Regions from separate parts of the Sus scrofa genome. Here region 2 is linked to region 1. The links are chromatin contacts, called in public Hi-C maps. All regions are on one chromosome and are shown on one strand. The core of a region is the stretch at or near the end of the contact, and the rest is flanking DNA. Distances in the headings are between cores, read along the strand shown. Region 1 overlaps CAPZB (capping actin protein of muscle Z-line beta subunit). Region 2 overlaps NBL1 (neuroblastoma suppressor of tumorigenicity 1).

What was found. A called contact is a pair of places that touch in the nucleus more often than the background predicts.
Region 2: a Hi-C map of omental adipose tissue shows a contact between it and region 1, with 1.6 times the contacts expected there. The contact joins two enhancer-like sites. A contact is called at or near these places in 4 of 47 Hi-C or Micro-C datasets (fetal heart ventricle, mesenteric adipose tissue, omental adipose tissue and 1 more) and 2 of 2 datasets of contacts at active chromatin or transcription factors (alveolar macrophages and skeletal muscle).

Annotation. Positions count from the first base shown.
Region 1 is chr6:77,858,608-77,864,390 of Sscrofa11.1, forward strand. All of the region lies in intron 1 of CAPZB (capping actin protein of muscle Z-line beta subunit), which reads right to left. Among named protein-coding and RNA genes, the nearest start is that of CAPZB, 51 kb to the right of the region's middle. Within about 2 kb of position 3,389, at least 22 of the 83 cell types and tissues checked have an H3K27ac peak or open chromatin away from gene starts, as enhancers often do. A contact at or near this core is called in mesenteric adipose tissue, omental adipose tissue and retroperitoneal adipose tissue, where this site is marked.
Region 2 is chr6:78,060,649-78,066,431 of Sscrofa11.1, forward strand. The region is part of intron 1 of NBL1 (neuroblastoma suppressor of tumorigenicity 1); the gene reads left to right. Among named protein-coding and RNA genes, the nearest start is that of HTR6, 14 kb to the right of the region's middle. Within about 2 kb of position 3,058, at least 10 of the 83 cell types and tissues checked have an H3K27ac peak or open chromatin away from gene starts, as enhancers often do. A contact at or near this core is called in mesenteric adipose tissue, omental adipose tissue and retroperitoneal adipose tissue, where this site is marked.

The DNA of each region.
Region 1 (5,783 bases), core at 2,139-4,638:
CACTAGGGGAAGAGGAAGGTTGCTGTTTATCTAGGTCTTGCAGAGAACAGTAGATTCCAGGATATTCGTAACATCATGATGCCCCCCCCCCCTTTTTTTTTTTTTTTTTTGTCTTTTGTCTTTTTAGGGCTGTACCCGTGGCACATGGAGGTTCCCAGGCTAGGGGGTCTAACTGGAGCTGAAGCTGCTGGCCACAGCTGCATCTGTGACCCACACCACAGCTCACAGCAACTCTGGATCCTTAACCCACTGAGCAAGGCCACGGATCGAACCCGAAACCTCATGGTTCCTAGTCGGATTCGTTTCCACTGCGTCACGACGGGAACTCCATCATGATGCTTAAACTTACATATGTGTTAACATGCTCCCTGTAGTTCTCGGGGGATCTCAACAGATTTGAGTTTTGTGTACTGATTTTATGTGCCTCATGTAAGGTAAGACTGGGGTCCAGTTTTCCCAACAGCATCTGCTGAAGAGACTCTCCCTTCCCCACTGCATGCTCTTGACTCCTCTGCCATAAGTTAACTGACCATGTGTGCAGGGCTTCATTTCTGAGTTCTCTCTTCTCTTTCATTGTCACTGTTTCACTTCACTAAATATTCTTTCAAGGTCATTAAAAAAAACCAAAAAACAAACAAGAGCAAGCAAGGAACTGGGATTCAGGAGCTCAAAGTCCAAAGTGGGCCCCATCACTGGACGTTTGTGTGACTTGGTCTGCGTGCCTAACCTCACGGCCTGGGATCTGGGCTAGCTGGCCCCCGAGGCTCCTTCCACGTGGACTGTGCACTGCACCCTGTCTTTCAGTAGCCCCCCGAAGGCCTACAACTAGGCTTCAATTCCAAAGCCACCGCTGGAGTTCCCATCATGGCTCAGCAGAAACAAACCTGACTAGTGTCCATAAGGACGCAGGTTTGATTTCTGGCCTCGCCCAGTAGGTTCAGGATCCGGCACTGCCGTGAGCTGTGGTGTAGGCTGGGAGCTGTAGCTCCAATTCAACCCCTAGCCTGGGAATCTCCATATGCTGCAGGTACGGCCCTAAAAAAGAAAAAAAGAAAAAAAATTATTTGGGCGTGTCCTAGGTGAAAGGCACTGTTTTTGACACTGAAGGGTGAACACAGTAAAGTCCCTGTCTCTAGGAACTGACGGTGTAGTCGAAATCTATACAGAAAACGATGCAAGACGAGTCTTTGTTAGCTGTTAGGATACAGAGGGGACGGCCTCTCTGCTTTAAGCTGGTGAGGCTCCGCAGGGCTAGTTTAGATTTTTGGTTGTGTTGTTTTTTTTTTTTTTTTTAGAATACAAACTGATTTAGGGAGTATTTCACTTTCTGCTCGTTTTTCTCAAGACTTGAAGAAACAGAAACTGATTAAAATCACCTTACAACAAGTCAAACAACTGTTAATACAGACCAGAACAATTTTTCAGAGTAAGAAGTTCAGTGAAACACTTCAGCTGAAAAATATCTACTAAGGACTTTTTAGACACCAGGCAGTGCTGTCAATCGTTTGCAGAAAGTAAAACATGGCCCACGGAATGAACTAAAAGGGCAAAGACTGACTGGAAATCAGCAGCAAACAGCAGCTATTCCCTGGGTGGGGATGCGAACAGGACATGTCCCAACATGTGAGAGACTCAAAAGTTTAATACAATAAACACACCTATCCCCCAAACAAAAACGTTAGAGTAAAGGTACATGAATGATGGTGCAGGAAACGGCAAAAGCCTTCTCAGAAGAGGGTTGAGGAGTTCCCGTCATGGCGCAGCAGAAACGAATCTGATTAGGAACCATGAGGTTACAGGTTGGATCCCTGGCCTTACTCAGTGGGTTAAGGATCTGGCGTTGCCATGAGCTGTGGTGTAGGTCACAGACACGGTTTGGATCTGGTGTTGCTATGGCTCTGGTGTAGGCCGGCGGCTACAGCTCCGATTAGACTCCTAGCCTGGGAACCTCCATATGCCGTGGGTGCAGCCCTAAAAGAAAAGACAAAAAAAAAAAAAAAGAAGAGGGTTAAGAGCCGGTCATCACTGGCCCACACGTCGGCAGCAGGTGCAGTGAGCCGGTGGAGAGGCGGGGAAGAGGTGTGCTGAGGACAAAGGGCAACTGCGGGTGTGGCTCTGGCCGAGAGGGGGACCCCCAGCAAGGCCGGGTTACACCCGAACTGCTCAGAGGGCCACGGTTTTCCCTGCAGGCCCCAGGGCTCCACAGAGCTCAGGCCCCGGGGGCTGGACCTCGCTGCTCCCAGCAGTTCTGCTCTTGTCTACTGTACAGGTAGAGCTTCTGTGTCATGTTGTCTGGCCTTTGAAATGTTTAAATCCACTTCTCCGGAGGGGATCAGGAGCCCCCAAAGCTTTCTCCACAGAGGACTTAGAGGAATACTGTTGTGTCTCAGAGAGTGAGCCGACTGTAACAGTTTCCCAAACCGGCTTTTACAAGCTCTCCCACCCCTCTTACTTGCCCCTCTTACAATGTGACCCTGTCACTCTTTCTGCTGAGAGGTGGAGGCCATGTCCCCCTCCGATTGGGATGGGGAGAGTGTTGTGACTGCTTTTGGCAACAGAAAACAGCAGAAATGACCAGTCACTTCTGAGGCCAGGCCACAGAAGATCACTCATCTTCTACTCTGCTTGGTGGACACTGCCAGCAGCCCCCAGCGGCTACAAAACAGCGCACCTGTCCTAAGGCGGCCACGCTGTGAGGGAGAACCTCCAAGCCCACTCGGAAAGCGCGTGCAGAGGCCCCGAGACTCTGGAGTGAGATACCCAGCCACCCCAAGGTGCCCCAGGCCCTCCCCGCTGCAGCCTCAGCTCTATCACTGCCATGGCCCAAGATCCCAGGCCAGAGCACCCAGCCAAGGCTCTCCTGGATATCCAGCCCAAAACGCTGCAGCTAACGGCATGATTACTGTCATTTTAAGTCACTAGGTTTTGCAGTGACTTTGTTAGACGGCAACAGCAACTGACAGAGCGGAGGCCTCAGATGCCCGTGGGGAGACAGTCTGACCAGAGACGGGACTGGGGGCAGGAGTGTCAGCAGAGGGACTCTGGCTTCCGGATGGAGAGGATGGGAGGGCCAGACTTTAACTGTCAGGACAGACAGGAGGGCACCTACGAGGAAGGAGAAGTTGGAGTGGACTAAGTGCTTCAGCTGGGACCACCTTCTAGAAGATGCTGCCATACATGGCCTCACTGATGTGTGCATGGTTGTGTGTGCCCTTTGAAAACAGTGTTTGTCATTTCAAGGACAAGCAGGAACACAAACTGCTCGACTTTCTGAGCAGAAGGCCCGCCTGGCCTGCTCTAGCGACTGGTTGAGACAGGTCTGTACTTAATAGCATCTGTCTATATATAAACAACCAACCAAAGCTTCAAGGCCGTCACAGTTTGTTCTCAAAATTCATCAAGACCTTCGGTCGTTTACATTTCCAAGAGGCAGAGCAAATATTTCACAGACAACACAAAGGTAAACTTGACTGGGGCCCAGGCAGATTTATCACAAATTTTTGGAGTCTAACTTAACCATGGTTTGTCTCTTATAATCTGTGACCCAGAAAGCAACGTTGTTTAAAAGTTGAATCTGTTTTCTGCCATGTGGCTCAGGAACAATTTGTGCCCAGGGCTATTTGGGAAAGATTCACAGGCCCATCCAGGCAACCACTCAGCTGCAGGTCGCTCTGGAAAACTGCAGAGTTTGGATTAATAAAAAGAAAAGCGTTTCTTCCACGGACTGCCCTCTGGTTGAATCTTCTGGGAGGGACACAGTGCTGACAGCAGGGGATGGTGAGTGCTGGCTCACCAAACAAACACAAGCATTCCCTCTGGATGACTTTCCTTCCCATGGGAAAAATCCCAAACCCTGGACCATGTTAACTAAAGCCTAGTGAAAGCCCCTATTTGGCAGAACAAGCCACCTTCAACTTTCAGGGTCCACTGTATATCAGCATAGCTGGGTCAAGGTCATCTTTAACATAAAATTAACCATTTCAAGGTGAATAGGTCAGTGCCTGGGGTCAATGTCATTTTGATCACCATGAAAACATTAATCACTTTATAAGTGTCTACTTAAAAAAAAAAAAAAAAAAAATTCTGCCAGGATCACAGAAATGTAGATCTGGATGGACTTTTTAAGCTCATCTAAGTCCTGCCCCCTCATTTTACAGACAGATAAGAAGGATCAGAGAGGAGTTCCCGTCGTGGCTCAGTGGTTTCTGACTAGGAACCATGAGGTTGCGGGTTCAATCCCTGGCCTTGCTCAGTGAGCTAAGGATCCAGCATTGCCGTGAGCTGTGGTGCAGGTCGCAGATGCAGCTCAGATCCCAAGTTGCTGTAGCTGTGGTGTACCCGGCGACTACAGCTCCGATTGGACCCCTAGCCTGGGTACCTCCATATGCCGTGGGAGCGGCCCTAGAAAAGGCAAAAAGCCAAAAAGCCAAAAAAAAAAAAAAAAAAAAAAAAAAAAATGAGGTTCAGAGAAAGTTTTGCCTGGTCACACAGTCAGTGGCAGAACCAGCACTTGACCCCCCACACACTGAGGTGTCAGAGCAAGCATGTGAGTGATGGGGAGGCACTGAGCACCCCGAGCTGAGCTACTCAGATGCGGTGTCCCTGTCCTCCAGGAGCTCTTGACCTAAGGAAGAAGCCAGCCAGAAAAAGACACAGGAAAGAAGGACCACAGCCTCCTACTGCACACGGAAAACTGACCTATCACCACAGCTACGCCGGGCGCTGCTCCTGGTGGCCTTTCCACATAACCACAGCACAGATGGCCCTCTGTCCCCAGGGATACAAAACCCTTGACTATGGAAGGCCGGCTATAATCACTGCTCTACAACATTTTATATATGGGACTTGAGCATCTTCAGATTCTGGTCTCTGCAGAGGCGCCTGGAACCAGCCCCCTTTGGGTAACAAAGTATACATGTACCAACTTTCTATTAATCCTAAAAGCTATGACGTCCTCTAAAATGTTTTACGAGGTCCCTGTTTTTACACAGAGGAAAACACAGTCAAACCACTTCTCACTGGCCAAGGGACGCTGTTAGAAGTGCCCATTCCTGGAACATGGCTCCGTTGTCGCTTTTTAAATTTTTCTACCTCTTTTGTCAGGCCATCAGCTACACTTCCCCATCTAATCTGCTATGGATTAGGAAATCAGAAACCTGTCTTAAAAAAAAAAAAAACTGGGAGGAGTTCTCATTGTGGCGCAGCAGAAACAAGTCTGACTAGGAACCATGAGGTTCGATCCCTGGCCTCACTCAGTGAGTTAAGGATCCAGCATTGCCATGAGCTGTGGTGTAGGTCGCAGACCTGGCTCAGATCCTGCGTTGCTGTGCGGTGTAGGCCGGCAGCTATAGCTCTGATTCTACCCCTAGCCTGGGAGCCTCCATATGCCATGGGTGCAGTCCTAAAAAACAAAAAAAAAAGGGGGGGGGACCCCAACTTTGGGAGAAGGAATAAATTGGAGATTCACAGGTTGATAAATTGGATCCAGAGGCAGCCCCAGAGTTTGCAAGCACCTTGACAGTGAACGAAGGTAGGTATGTGCATGCGGGTGGGTGCACATGTGTTTTCAAGGTCCACAGTTTTCATCCTTTTCTCAAGGAAGTCCAAGGCTCTAAAGGCACAAGATAGTTCTAATAATAAAAATTCCTATTCTTCCACTTAACCTGCAGGGTGGAACTAATCAAGTCATCACTTAATCCCTTGGAGCTTCAGTTTTTAAAACTTTAAAATAGGGGCCCAATAGCAATCTCCACCTTGCAGGGCCACTGGAATGAGGTGCCGTG
Region 2 (5,783 bases), core at 1,808-4,307, 200 kb after region 1:
TGGGGGGCACCCAGGGAGAAGGGCACATTTTCAGGCTTTCCGAGGTCCTTGCCCAGCTGGAGGACAGCAGCCTGTAACTACGGGAACCCCGGGAAAACAGAGGTCAGGGCTGGAGGCCAAAGGCTGGGCGCTGGCGGGCGTAGGGGGGTGGGGAAGCAATTTGTCAACAGGAGCCCCTCACCCTTTGTTACTGTAGAAACCACCAGCCTCCTGAAACTCCTCCAGATGCTGGGGCTGCTTGGGTGTGGTTTGCCTTTCTTTAGTTGGGGCCAAAGAAGAGGCGAGGCTGGAGCATTTTGTTGGTGACCCCCGCCCCACCTCCGCCCCTGCAAGCTGGACCTCTTTCTCCAGGGCCTGTGTGCTGGAGGGTGGACCCGGAAGGATGTGCTGTGCATTAGCTGCGGATATAGCTTCATCCGTTTAAAGCGAAATTTCCAACTGAGTTAGCTCCTTCTCCCCACCCCCACCCCCACGGGTCCAGGGATGCTGGTGAAGTCGGCTGTGGGACTTCTGCTGAGCAGATGTGCAGGCCGACCCTGCAGCAGCTCATTAGCATAGATTTGTTTTGGAGACAGTTTTTGGTCTGTGGGCAGGAGGGTCTGGGGGCCAGAGGGCTGTGCTCTGGGTTTGGGTTGGGGGCTGCAGCCAGGGAGGTGGAGCTGCCTGGCAGAGGTGGGCGGGCCCTTTGGGCATGGACTTGGCCCTTCGGGTCTGCCCCTGGACAGTTGGTTCATGCTCTGCCAGCGCAGATGGAAGGAAGGAAGCCACCCTGCGGTGACTGGGGTCATGGAATCACAGTGGCCTTAAGCATCGCTCTGGAGCCAGGCTCCTCTTGAGGGAATCTGCTAAGATGGACTTTCCCAGGCCATGCTTCCCACTTTACAGGGGCAAACGCAAGGCTTAGGCCACTGTAGCCATTGTACCCTCCTGCCTCCAGGCACACAGTGAGTCAGCAGATGAGCTTGGGCCTGAACTTGTCCTCAGACCCCAGAGTGGGCCTGCTGAGCCGATCAGGGCTGGGGTCTGACCCTGCCCTGCCCCTCCTGGCTCGACCTTTTCAGTTGCACCATCAAGGAAGTCCCTGCACTCATTCCAAGACCTGCCGTAGTTGCCTCACCCTTGCTGATCCCCAAGCCTAGGGCCGTGGCCACAAACGCCACGCCCTCTGCACCCAGCGGCATGTACAGCCTGGCAGCCAGGCCCAGCCTGTTTTCTCCCAGATAGAACCTAGAAGGGGCTGATCTCTGCGGGACCCTGTCCCTTCAGTCAGTGGCCCAAGAATGAGAGTCTGGCAGGCAAGTATGTTCCTAAAACCCTCTCCCAGCCGTCAACACATTTGCCTGAGTTCCCCCTAAATCCAGATTCTTTGAGGCAGATGCAACCCTGGATTTAGGTATTTTCAGGACCCACTGAGGTTCCAGTGGGAGGACGGGGGAGGGGGAGGGGAGGGTGACGGGGGTGGGGTGGAGTGGGAGGCAGAAGGGTGTGGGCAGAGTTCAGGGAGGACGAGTAGCCCTGAGTGACTCCAAGCTAGCAGTCATAGTGACATCTCCTGAGGACATCCTGTGACAGGCGCCCTCTCCTGAAATTTCCACGCACTCTTCAGTGAAATGCTCACAGCCACCCCAGGAGGTGGGTCCCCCTCACTTTGCAGGTGAGGAAACTGAGGCACAGAAGAGTTCAAGTGGCTGAGCTGGGGTTTGAACTGCCACAGTCGGTTGTGGAGAATGGCCGAGACTCAGACCCTTTGTGTGTGTGGAGTTGGGGGGTGCGGTGAGGGGGGAGAAGGGGGGAGGAGCACACGGGGAGGTGGGGGCTGGGAGCATCTGGTCGGATCGGTTTGAAAAACAACGCGCCACAAATCCCACGTTTGCTGTGGGAATCCAGATGTCACCCAAGCCTCCAGGTAGAAACTTCCATCCTAGTCAGTTGGGCCCCTAAGTGGGAAAGGTTTCCAGAGGAGGTGACGGAAGACAGAAGCTGGAGCTGGGGAGAGGCCTGCCTTCTCCCAAAGGCTTGCCAGCCCTGCCCTCCGCCTCCTCCCACCCCAGGCTGGTTATTGGGAACCGTGGCACCGAAGGCCTGTGTCTGTTTGGGGGGTGGGGAGGGCTCTGGGGGGAGTGGACCAGTGAACCGAGAAAATCCCGGTGTACTTTAGCCTTAAGGACCCCAAATATTCAGATTTACCTCGGGGTTCCCATCGTGGCTCAGCGGTTAATGAACCCGACTAGGATCCATGAGGCTGTGGGTTCGATCCCTGGCCTTGCTCAGTGGGTTAAGGATCTGGTGTTGCTGTGAGCTGTGGTATAGGTCACAGACATGCCTTGGATCCTGAGTTGCTGTGGCTGTGGTGTAGGCCGGCAGCTATAGCTCTGATTCGACCCCTAGCCTGGGAACCTCCCTCCATATGCTGCGGGTATGGCCCTAAAAAGCAAAAAAAAAAAAAAAAAAAAAAATTCAGATTTACCCAAAAGAGGAAATGGGGCGGTGTGGTTTTATGGCTTGATTCCAGGTACTAGGCCCAGCCAGTGACCCCTGTCAGCAGTGCTGTTATGGGGGGACCCTTCCCTGGGAAGTCGGGTGGCCATACCATATCTCTGGCCTAGCTGGGCCTCAGAATCATGTGGGAGGGGGTACAGATCCCTGGGTCACACCCCAGACCCTGGCAGAGTATCCAGGCCTGGGGCCCAGACATCTGAGTTGTTGGGAAGCATCTCAGGGGAGATGCTAGGGAGGTTCTGGTGGGTGTGAAACCTGGAGAGGACCCCACAAACCCAACCCAGAGGCCTGCATTCTCTCAGCCCCAGTCCGTCCTTCCCCAGCAACCTGCCAAGGGAATAAACCCGAGTTAGTCACTACCTCTTCCCTGTGCAGGAGACACAGCTGTCACTTCAGTTTCCGCCGTGCTGGAAGGAGTCAGCCTGTGTCCTCTCCCCTCCCCCAGGGGACTTCTTTCCATGTTGTCAGCAGCCCCACGATGGGTCCGGTGTAGGCACGAGGCCTCTGAGGATCCGGAGGCCTTGGATTTGGGAGTGAAGGAGTGGGGGCAGAGGTGTAAGAAGGCACCCGCCCTTGGCTGAGGACGCCCTCATGGTGGCCTCCTCACAGCCCTGAGGAAGGATCTTGTCATCCTTTTCCTGAGGCTCCAAGGAGCCAGGGGTCCGCCACCGCCACATGCTCATCTGCAGGTGAGTCCCGGGTAGGATTTGAACTCTGCCCCTTGGGGCGGCCCAAGCTGCTGACCGTGGCAGTGGCTGAACCTGGACTGTTGATGGGGCAGGGGTGGGGAGCCCGGGCCTCTTGCCCACTCCAGAAGTTTCTGGGCCGGGCGTGGAATCCCAGCCACAGCAGCGACCAGAGCAGCTGCAGTGACAATGCAGGGTCCTTAACCCGATGAGCCACAAGCGAACTCCAGATCTTGGCTTTGGTAAACACTGATCGTATAAGCCTGAGCAAACCTCTTAACCTTCCTGTGCCTAGGTGTCTTCCTCAATGAAAGGGGGAAACACGGTAAGTGTCTCCTGGGATCGCTGTAAGCTGCACAGATGAATATATAAAAGAGTGCTAGAATAGGCCTCGGCCACAGTTAGAAGCAGCTCTGACTACTGGAAGGCAGGGAGCAGTGTGCTGGGCTGAGACCCACAAGCCTGAGAACCTCCTGGCCTTGCCCTTGGAGTTCCCGCAAATCGGAGCTCTCTCCTCTCCCCTAACCGCATGCCCGAGTTTAACTGGAACTGAGCACCCCCCCTCCCCCACCCCCTCCAGCTGTCTGACTGCATCCGTCTGCCCCAAACAACTGGTTCCTCTTAACCCACCTCCCTCAACCTCCCTCCAGGCTCTGAAGTCCTGCGTGAGCCCCAGGTCCCCCTGCCCTCTCCTTCACTACCCTCTCCACCCTCCTAGAAGGTGCTTGATCACAAGTGTCCAACTGCAGGGAACTGCATGGTCCCGGGGAAGGGCACTGTGTGGCCTGACTTGCTGGGGGCCTGGGGACAGCCCCTCTGCAAAGCAAGGGGATTGGCTTGGGGAATGTCCTTCCTACTCTGGCATTCTGGGAGTCCCATGACTTGCTGTGTGACCTTTGGGGAGGAAGGGGTGAGAACCTTAGTGAGACTCTCAAGTCTCAGGAAGGAAGATCCGACTCTTGTATCAAAAAAAAAAAAAAAAAAAGAAAAAAACAAAAACAAAAAAAACAGGGATCAGGGGAGTTGCCGTTGTGGCGCAGCGGAAACGATTCTGATTAGGAACCATGAGGTTGTGGGTTCCATCCCTGGCCTTGCTCAGTGGGTTAAGGATCCGGCGTTGCCATGAGCTGTAGGTCACAGACGTGACTTGGATCTGGCATTGCTGTGGCTGAGGTGTAGGCTGGCAATGTAGCTCCAATTAGACCCCTAGCCTGGGAACCTCCACATGCCCCAGGGGTGCAGCCCTGAAAAGACAAAAGATAAAAAAAAAAAAAAAAAAAAAAAAAGATCAACTGAGCTGCTGCTTGAAAAAACAAAAGCCAAGCCAACAAAAAATAAAACGTGCTAGCAAAGAGCCAACCCCAGTTTGAAGTGGGGGCAGGGGATGTTCTTGGGGGCTGGGCCGGAGGGTGGGAAGCAGAGACCAGCCTGGCGTCCTCTCTGCGTCCTTGCTCCCGCACCTGACTTTGGTTCTGATGCCTGCCCACCCTTCCCAAGATCCCCCGGGGGGAAGAGAACTGGCCTGAGTTCAGGGTGCCTGCTGGGTGCTCGCGCTGCATCCTCCTGGTCGTTCTCAAGGGAAAGGCTCTGCTCCCCATTTTAGGGCTGAGGGAGGCGGGTACTTACTTCCAGAGGTCACACAGCTCCTGGGTGGGAGGCTGGAATTTGAACTTTGGAGGCTCCAGGGGCCACGCTTCTGCTGGAGCTCAGGGCTACTGGCCTGGGGAAGCTGGGTGTGACCCATCCCCTCCTCTGGAGTCCTGGCCAGGAGTGGGGGAGAAGCTGGGCCTGGTGCGTTGAGTTATAGCACCGCCTCTGCAGGCCCAGCTGACCTTCAGCCGTACCCTGTCGAGGGGGGTAGATAGGCGGGTGGCCTTCTGCCTCCGTTGATGACATTTCTCTTCAAGCTCTGCTATAATCCGACCCATAATAACCAGCCCTCACCCTTCAGGCCAGTGATGCCCCTGAAACACCATGATCGCATCTTCCACTAAACCGTCTTATTAACCGCAGCCCCCATCTCAGCTCTGCCCCCCTTTAGCCTGGTCCAGGCTCACAGCCTCAGTCCTAACCTCTCCTAATCCCAATCCCAGGACAGCCCCATGATCCCCTGTGCTTTCATTACAACCCCGGGCTCGACACCGAGTCCTAAGGAAACCTAACCTCACTCCGTGCTCCAGTCACCTTTCTGGGGAATCCTGGTGGGCTCAGGTCTAGGACAAAAGTCCCCGGACCTCTCTGAGGCCTGTAGGGAAGGCCCAGGGAGCTCTGGCCTTAGATGGGCCTCTGCCAGTGTGCTCTGGTCCAACCCTGACACCCAGGCTGATCCCCTCGGGACGGAAGAGGACCCAGGAGGTGAGGAGGCCTGCCGGATGCGAAGCGTGTTGAAAAATTAGGTTGCTGGTTAGGAACAAGTCCGTTCTATTTTCTTAGGATGTGGTTGAACTGAAAACATGGGCTTTGCTGTCGATCTTGTGAGTGAGACCGGAAACGTGTGGGTGAGAGCCTGGGTCAGGACACAGACTCCCTGGGGACGGGCTGACTGTCTGGACTCACCTCCCACTGCTCTCCCCGCCTCACCCCTCCCCGTTGGGCTGG